Linked DNA regions of Hordeum vulgare: region 1 is linked to region 2. The links are chromatin contacts, called in public Hi-C maps. All regions are on one chromosome and are shown on one strand. The core of a region is the stretch at or near the end of the contact, and the rest is flanking DNA. Distances in the headings are between cores, read along the strand shown.

What was found. A called contact is a pair of places that touch in the nucleus more often than the background predicts.
Region 1: a contact with region 2 is called in a Hi-C map of leaf, with 2.3 times the contacts expected there. The contact joins the promoter of LOC123449117 here to the enhancer-like site in region 2. A contact is called at or near these places in 3 of 6 Hi-C or Micro-C datasets (leaf and seedling) and 1 of 1 datasets of contacts at active chromatin or transcription factors (embryo).

The regions. Positions count from the first base shown.
Region 1 is chr4H:495,246,948-495,250,622 of MorexV3_pseudomolecules_assembly, reverse strand. LOC123449117 reads left to right here and starts at 1,919. Exons shown (of 6, transcript XM_045126209.1): 1 at 1,919-2,342; 2 at 2,473-2,637; 3 at 3,410-3,675.
Region 2 is chr4H:495,055,299-495,059,050 of MorexV3_pseudomolecules_assembly, reverse strand. No RefSeq gene overlaps it. Among protein-coding and RNA genes, the nearest start is that of LOC123450656, 100 kb to the left of the region's middle. Within about 2 kb of position 1,905, at least 3 of the 3 cell types and tissues checked have open chromatin away from gene starts, as enhancers often do. A contact at or near this core is called in leaf and seedling, where this site is marked.

The DNA of each region.
Region 1 (3,675 bases), core at 670-3,169, 190 kb before region 2:
AGCAACATACATATCATCAAAATATAGAACGAATACCAACATCACACGATTACTTATAACAAGGCTTCTCCCGTGTCCTCAAGAACGAAAGTAACTACTCACAAATCATACTCATGTTCAAGATCATAGGTGCATTGAATATGCTTAAGGATTTGAACATATATTCTTCCACCAAATAAACCAACCAGCATCAACTACGAGATGTAATCAACACTACTAGCAACCCACATGTACCAATCTAAGGTTTTGAGGCAAAGATTGAATACAAGAGATGAGCTAGGGTTTGAGACAATATGGTGCTGGTGAAGATGTTGGTTAAGATTGGTCCTCCCACGAAGGAGGGAACATTGTGATGACAATGTCTTCGATTTCCCCCTACCGAAGGGAAGTTTCCCCGACGGAATCGCTCCCGTGAAGAGCAAAAGTGCTCCTACCCAGGTTCTGCCTCGAGATGGCGGTGATGTACTAAGTCTTCTTCTGATTTTCTAGGGCAAATAGCACCTTATAGGAGAAGATGGGCCCTGGGGCCAGCCAAGTGAGCCACGAGTCTGCTTGGCGAGCCTTGGAGGGGTAGGGCGTGCCACATCGGCTCGTGACACCCTCGCGGATCCTCCTCTAGTAATTCCTTCGCCAGTGTTTTTGTATATTCCAAAATATTTCTCCAAAATTTAAAGGTCATTTGGAGTTTGAGACAATATTCAACTCTTCTATAACCCTTTTCGGTCTAGAATTTCAGCTGCCAACAATCTCCCTCTTGTGTGTGAAACTTGCAAATTAAGAAAGAAAGGGCATTAGGATTGCATCATAAAGTGAAATAACGATCCAAAATACAATAAATATCATTGAGAAAACATGATGCAAAATGGGCGTATCATCGGGTCACCCGGACGCGTGACATCGGGGCAGATCAGATGACGCAAAGTTGTCCCGAGAAGCTCCTCCCTGGCGCGATCGGACGAATCCAAGACATCGACAAGCAGGTTCGAACACGCTCACATGCGTGAGAGTCCACGCGATGAAGCCACCCAATGACGATGGCCCCGAGCGCGTTGGCTGGTCCACCCGTCATGGACCCTCCAGCCGTGTCGCCTGGGCATGAGCCGTCCGAAAAGATCAGATCTCTCTTGAGAAGTCCTTGCGGCATGCCACCCGGCAACAGACGGCTAGGCGAGCCTCTCCGCCTGCGAGGCGCCCTAGGTGGTGGGTACTCCTACATCCTTTATATGAGTAATGCTTGTTGCATTTGTGTGATGAACTTTGTTGTATTGTGTGTTGATCGTTGTTGTTCACCTTGATAAACAATTTATGTTATATGGATTTGATGCACTATGTAATAATTTGCCAAACTATGTAATACCCACTCTTCTCAAAATATAAGACTTTTTTTTGACACGAGGGAGTAATTTGTTGTTCGTTTTGGACTCATTTGAAATGTATTTAGTATTTTGTGTGCGTGCAATATGTATACATGTGGTTTCTTTGTATGTGTGCAATATGTGTACAACATCTTTTTAGATGCCTTAAATACGATAACTATTTTTTTTAACACAAATAGACACAGCCATTCATGCATTTAAATATGAGAACAATAGGAGATGCTCTGAGTATTTTTGTTTCCATGGAAGGTCGCAAAACTGGGTTGATTTTTGAAACAAAACCCACAACTTTCTTTCCAAGACGGAAAAGAGCACGGCCGCCGGATGATGAGAAGGACGCAACGGCGACGCTCATCCAGTCCCCTCCCCGGCACAAACAGCGTCCCTGGTAAATGGGTCCCCAGCCCCCCACGTCAGCATCACGGCCCGCCTCACCGTGAGTTGTTTATCCACTTGGACGGTTGGGCCGTTGGGCGGGCGGATACGCACGAACATCTCGAGATCCCCGCCCTCCGCCGCTCCCGCGCGCTCGACGCTCCGCCGTCCGTTCCGCCCTCCGAAGATCCGGCCTCATCCACCACCACCACCTTCGCCGTCTCCCTCCCCCACTCGCGTCCCGGCCGTCTCCTTTCTTTAATCCAAAAAAAAATTCCTCCCGAATTCTCCTCATCCATCCACACTAATCCCACCGGCGATCCCTTTCCCTAATGCTAACGATGAGCAGTCGCCGCGACTTCTCCACGCCCAATCCATCCCCTCCCTTCCGCGCTTCATCTTCTTCTTCCTCCGCCTCCTCTCCTTCTTCCTGGCGTTCCGTACTGATCTGGTCGTCGCGCCTGGGCTCGATTTGACCGCCCCCACCACCTGCCGTATCCACCACCTGGGTGCAACCGCTCGGGCTGTTCGTTTCTTGGTTCCTGGCCCATCGGTTTTCCTGCGCTGGTTTCGGGATTATCGGGAGCACAGGTGCGTGCCGAGTTCCTCCACATAAAAGGCTTTCTGTTTTTTTTTTTTAACTTTTGTTGTGATGTTGTTGTTCTAGTCCTATCTGGGCTCAAGTTAATCGCTTTCTTGCTTTATTGTCCGTGATATATAGGAGTACTTCCGTTTCATGCATGCCTATAAATGGAATTTTTTGTTGCCGCGCATGGACTCAATCATTAGAACAGTTTTGAGTGTTCGATCAGTTCCGTGTCTGTCCATAATAAGAACTTGTGGTGAGGCGGCTGCGCCGGAGGATCACGTGCTACTTTGTACCAGAGTAAGGTTCATACTAGACCGTTACTAGTGCAGGTCCTTGTTAGTACGGTCATCAATGGAAGTAAACATTCAACAGTAAAAAAGTTCCATAAAAGGAGAAAAGGGGCTCAAAAGCTCCGAAGAAGAGAAGGAGAAAGTGTATCTTTAAATAGTGCCAAGTTTGTTTTTACCTCTAATAAGTTTCCTGGACAATTCAACCAAAAGTCATACTCAACTTAGAACCATGTGGCTTAAACTGAAATCGTTTAACAGAAACTTTGCATGCCTAACTCAGTTTCTGAATGCCAGCCATTGACATTTATGACCAAGTATTCTAATTTCGAATGGTAAAAATATACTGTAGTACTTTGCGATTATTAGAAAATTGTTGCTTGTGTGGTTCCTAGAGCTCTGACAGGGCAACAAAGTGCTTCTACTTACCTATGCAATGCTGCATCATCAATATGTCTTACGAGTAATCATGATGTGGAGTAGCTCTTTGAAATGGGCCAATCCTTTATCTCCACACATTTTCTGAACGATTTTCATATTATGGTAGCAATGAACTCCGTCATCTGATCCTGTGGTTAACTCTGATAAAAAGATGCCTGGCTCCTGTTCTTGTACCCCCTAGACGATTTTCCTGACACCTTTCACTTAACCCTATTTGCTTACTGGTGTTTGAACAAAGTTGTCAGAGATCTCACAAGTCATTTACATTTTTCCTTATCAAGATACAATCCTGCTTGCTGCAATATCTGATTGATATCATCTAACTTTAGATCATTTTACAGTTCTGCATCCTGCGTACCATGTGAACAAGTTTGAAGGTAGGGCCATAGCTGGACTGCCGTGGACCATAATGGTAATTTTATAAGGCGCCACGTTGATGATTGTTGTAATTATATTATTCAAAAGTATAGAAAAGAGACGTTGAGGAAAATCTACATAGATTTGTGACGGTCGATACTGGTTATGGAAGGTATATTACTAATCAGAGCAGTTTGAGTCAAAACGAGACAATGAGCAAAATGATGATTTAACCGGACTTCCCCGAGCC
Region 2 (3,752 bases), core at 656-3,155:
GTTACCATTATCGATTTTTTCTGTTGTTGCTAGGCTTAATGGAGCAACATATGCGCAGATTATAAGGCTCCTATTAAGTGAGTAATGCTTCGAGAAAAAATAACCTTTTTTATTTATCTGGCAAATATAACAATAGGTTATTCTGCATTGTACACACATTAAAACACTCTATTTTAGCTATAACAAGCCATGAGCTTGGGTACTGATATTTAGTCCTAGAAAATTACTGATTTGATCTCATTCTTTGTCGAGAAAATGAAGGCCCGAGGAGAATTGGCATTGTGGGTGTGCTAAGCCTATGTGCCAACACCATGACTATAGCTGGCCAAACGGGTCGGGCTAAACAGGCCAGTCCGCGACCCCGTTGGCACGACCCGTCATGGGTCACGCACGACACAACTTAAACGGGCCCGTGCGAGGCACGCAGCATGTCTTGGGACGTGCGTGTGTGTGGAGGTTGGGCACGGCACGACCCGTTTATTTTTATATATATATTTAGATTTTTGTAAATATATATATACATAATATATGATCCAATAGACCCAAAAATAAATCCATAAAGCTAAAAATATGTGACTCAACGTGCTAATTGGATATACATGCCGGCCCGTTTAATAACCGGGTCGTGCCTGGGCCTGGACACGCAACCCACGGGCTGACACAGCATGACCCGATTAGTAAACGTGCCGGTGCGGGCCGTGTTGTGCTGGCCCCGTTTACAACGTGCCGTGCCGGCCCGTTTGGTCAGGTATGACCATGAGTGAAGTTTGCTTTGATATTTGTTCATGCTTTGAGCCTTGACCGTGTTTTCGCCAGAGTCCAGCCAGTTCTTATTATTTACATTTACAGATATTAGTTTTCCCACTTACTACTGGTTTGAGTTTTTTTTTCTGTGCATAGTTGCATACTGTTCATGGATATATATACATAGTTACGATGAAGATTGTGTGTGACTATTTATTTTGTTAAATTGTGTTTGTGTCCCTATTATATCTTGAATTCTTTATAGCTTTATATCAATGAATTTAGTTCGGTCACTATTTTAAGAACCTTTACTATGCATAGTTGCACACATACTATTCATGTATTAGTCCCGGTTATATATTACAATTTGGCAAGCGGATTTTGTGTGACAATTTGAGCACAATTGCACAACAGGGTTCGTTCATGCGAATGAGGTGGATTTTTTGCGACATATCTGATGAGGTCGATGAATGAGAAGGTGATATGGAAGAATAGGAGCTCTTCGTATCTTTGGAGCATGTACACCGTTGTTCTCCCCCCAAGGTAGCTTTATTTGGCAACACCAGTGATCAATTTATGGATGCACAAGTCAACCATGAGAGGTGAGTCACCCATCCATCTTTATTTTTGTCAAAAATTTGTATCTCCAGTCACATGGCTCCTTAACAGAACCAGATTATAGTTTGCTACTCAAAATAATCACCGACCACATGGCTCCTTCTAATTCTGACCAAGAATTAATCTCGCAAGATTTGTACATATAACAACAATTTAACATGGGGAGCCCATGGGGCATCCTTTTGATGGTCAGACACGGGAGCCCGCGAGGCATCCTTTTGATGGCCGGACACGTCCGGACGTACAGGAAAGAAATAAATTTTGATTTGACGACAGTCATAATTATTTATGTGACTCATTGTAGCCCGTAACAACACAGAACGTTCTATTGGTCATCTTTAGTTATTTTGCCACATCATTTTTAAGCCTATGTGACACTCTTAACACTACACTCTCAAGCATTGAAATGGACCTAACAGCAGCAAACAAAAAGTTATACCTGAAGTACATTGGTTTCTATGGATGCACTAGGCCCAGGGCCGGGTCCATAGTTGTGTCAAAGTGTCAAACTGTGCGGCCCATACCGGATCCATAACTTTTGGGGGCCCAAATATTTATATAGGCCTAGTATGCATTTCAAAATAAAAAGAGCTTTCCTACACGTTAGGCTTGGCATGGTATGCTCTGATCGATCACAAAAGGAAAAATATATTGTCTCACTCTCGCGCTAGTCGTTAGAGCAACTCTAGCAGACCCCGCATTCGTCCGACCCGCAAAACGTGTTTGCAGTTTGCGTAAAACAGCTTTTGCGGGCTGGTCCAGATGCAGACCCCTCAAACGGACCCATAAAAGAGCATATTCACGGAATATGCTTTGGTGAGAGAAAGCGCGGGCTGAAATGTCCTCCACCAACCGTTTTCGCTCATATGCGGGGCACCGCAACGGTGAAGTGGAAACCCGCGAATACGTGGGTTGGGGCCGAGATTTTATCGTGCCCCGTAAAAAAATTACGGGCCGGGGTGGGATGCGGGGTCTGATCGGGCGGGTTTTCCAGTCCGGACCCGCATTTTGACGATTATTTTTCGGGTCGAGCCGGGATGCGGGGTATGCTAGAGCTGCTCTACATGCCTAAACCACGGCTTAATCAAAAACAGTTTCCATGCGGCCCTCCTCTTTGATTGAAAATGGAAAGTTTAGATCGATCAATTGATCGGCTACTGCGGCGCGAACCTACTCGATTCTTGCCTACTCATTTAAATGTCATAGTATAGCAATTTAGTCGATCAAGACACGAACCTAGGTGAGTTAAACTGTTCGTTTAATTGCAAAATATTGACACATAATTGCAAAATAAAGATTTTATTTTAAAAAATACTAAAAGAATAATGTTGTTCAAATAAATATTATGCAACTGGGAGTTGAATAAGTATGGTTTCTTATATATTCAATTGTCATGTAAGACATTAAATTATATAGGTTATTAAAAAAATTGTGAGATATATATGCATTATAACTACGCATTACTTCCTCCGTTTATATATATATATATATATATATATATATATATATATATATATATATATATATATATATATATATATATATATATATATATATATATATATATATATATATATATATATAATATATTTAAACATTTCACTACGGCGCAAAATGATCAAATCCAGTCTTTAAAATATGTATGTGGAATCTCTAAAAAAATTATATTTAAAAAACGAAGAAATATTTTTTTCTAATAAGATAGAACCTCATTTTTTAATTTAACACAGGGCCTCCAAATTTTGTCGGCCCGGCCCTGACTAGGCCTAGTCAAGGGGCGTACGCGCTTACTCGGGGAGGTGAGGTGCCCGAGTTTGCTGGCCGTCGGTGTCAAGCCTAAGCACGCGGTCAACGGAGGTGAATACTTTTCAGATTCCATCAAATCCTAACGATGCCGCCTAATTGCCAACACCGAAGAGATACTAAAGCGAAGGCCGTGGACAAGGATGAATTTGACGGGGGAGCATCGCAGCGAGGACTATATATGAAAAGTATTGGCAGGAAAACCTGGCCAGACACACAATCGACTTTACCCTGGGGAGGTCGGCTCTCTGATCTGAACCGCTTCCTCCAGCAAGCTCTCTGTTCCACACGGCGTCCCGGTTCCTAGTGTCCACAGCGAAATGGTCACGTCAGCGGGTCAGGTCAGCAGACCGCTGGCAAGTCGAGGTAGGACTGCTCATTCCTCGGTTGAGAAGAAAACCACGGTTGACAAGATGTAGCGAGGCAGCCCATCGATCTTCAATTAGAGCTCTCCGGAATTGTATATTTAGAGGTATAGTTTGACATATGCACCCTTACGTTGTACAATATAACATAGAGATGGATATTGAGTAGCAAGCGACGTCTTCCTAGCCACGTATCCTATCAGAATCTCGTCAACTCACCAT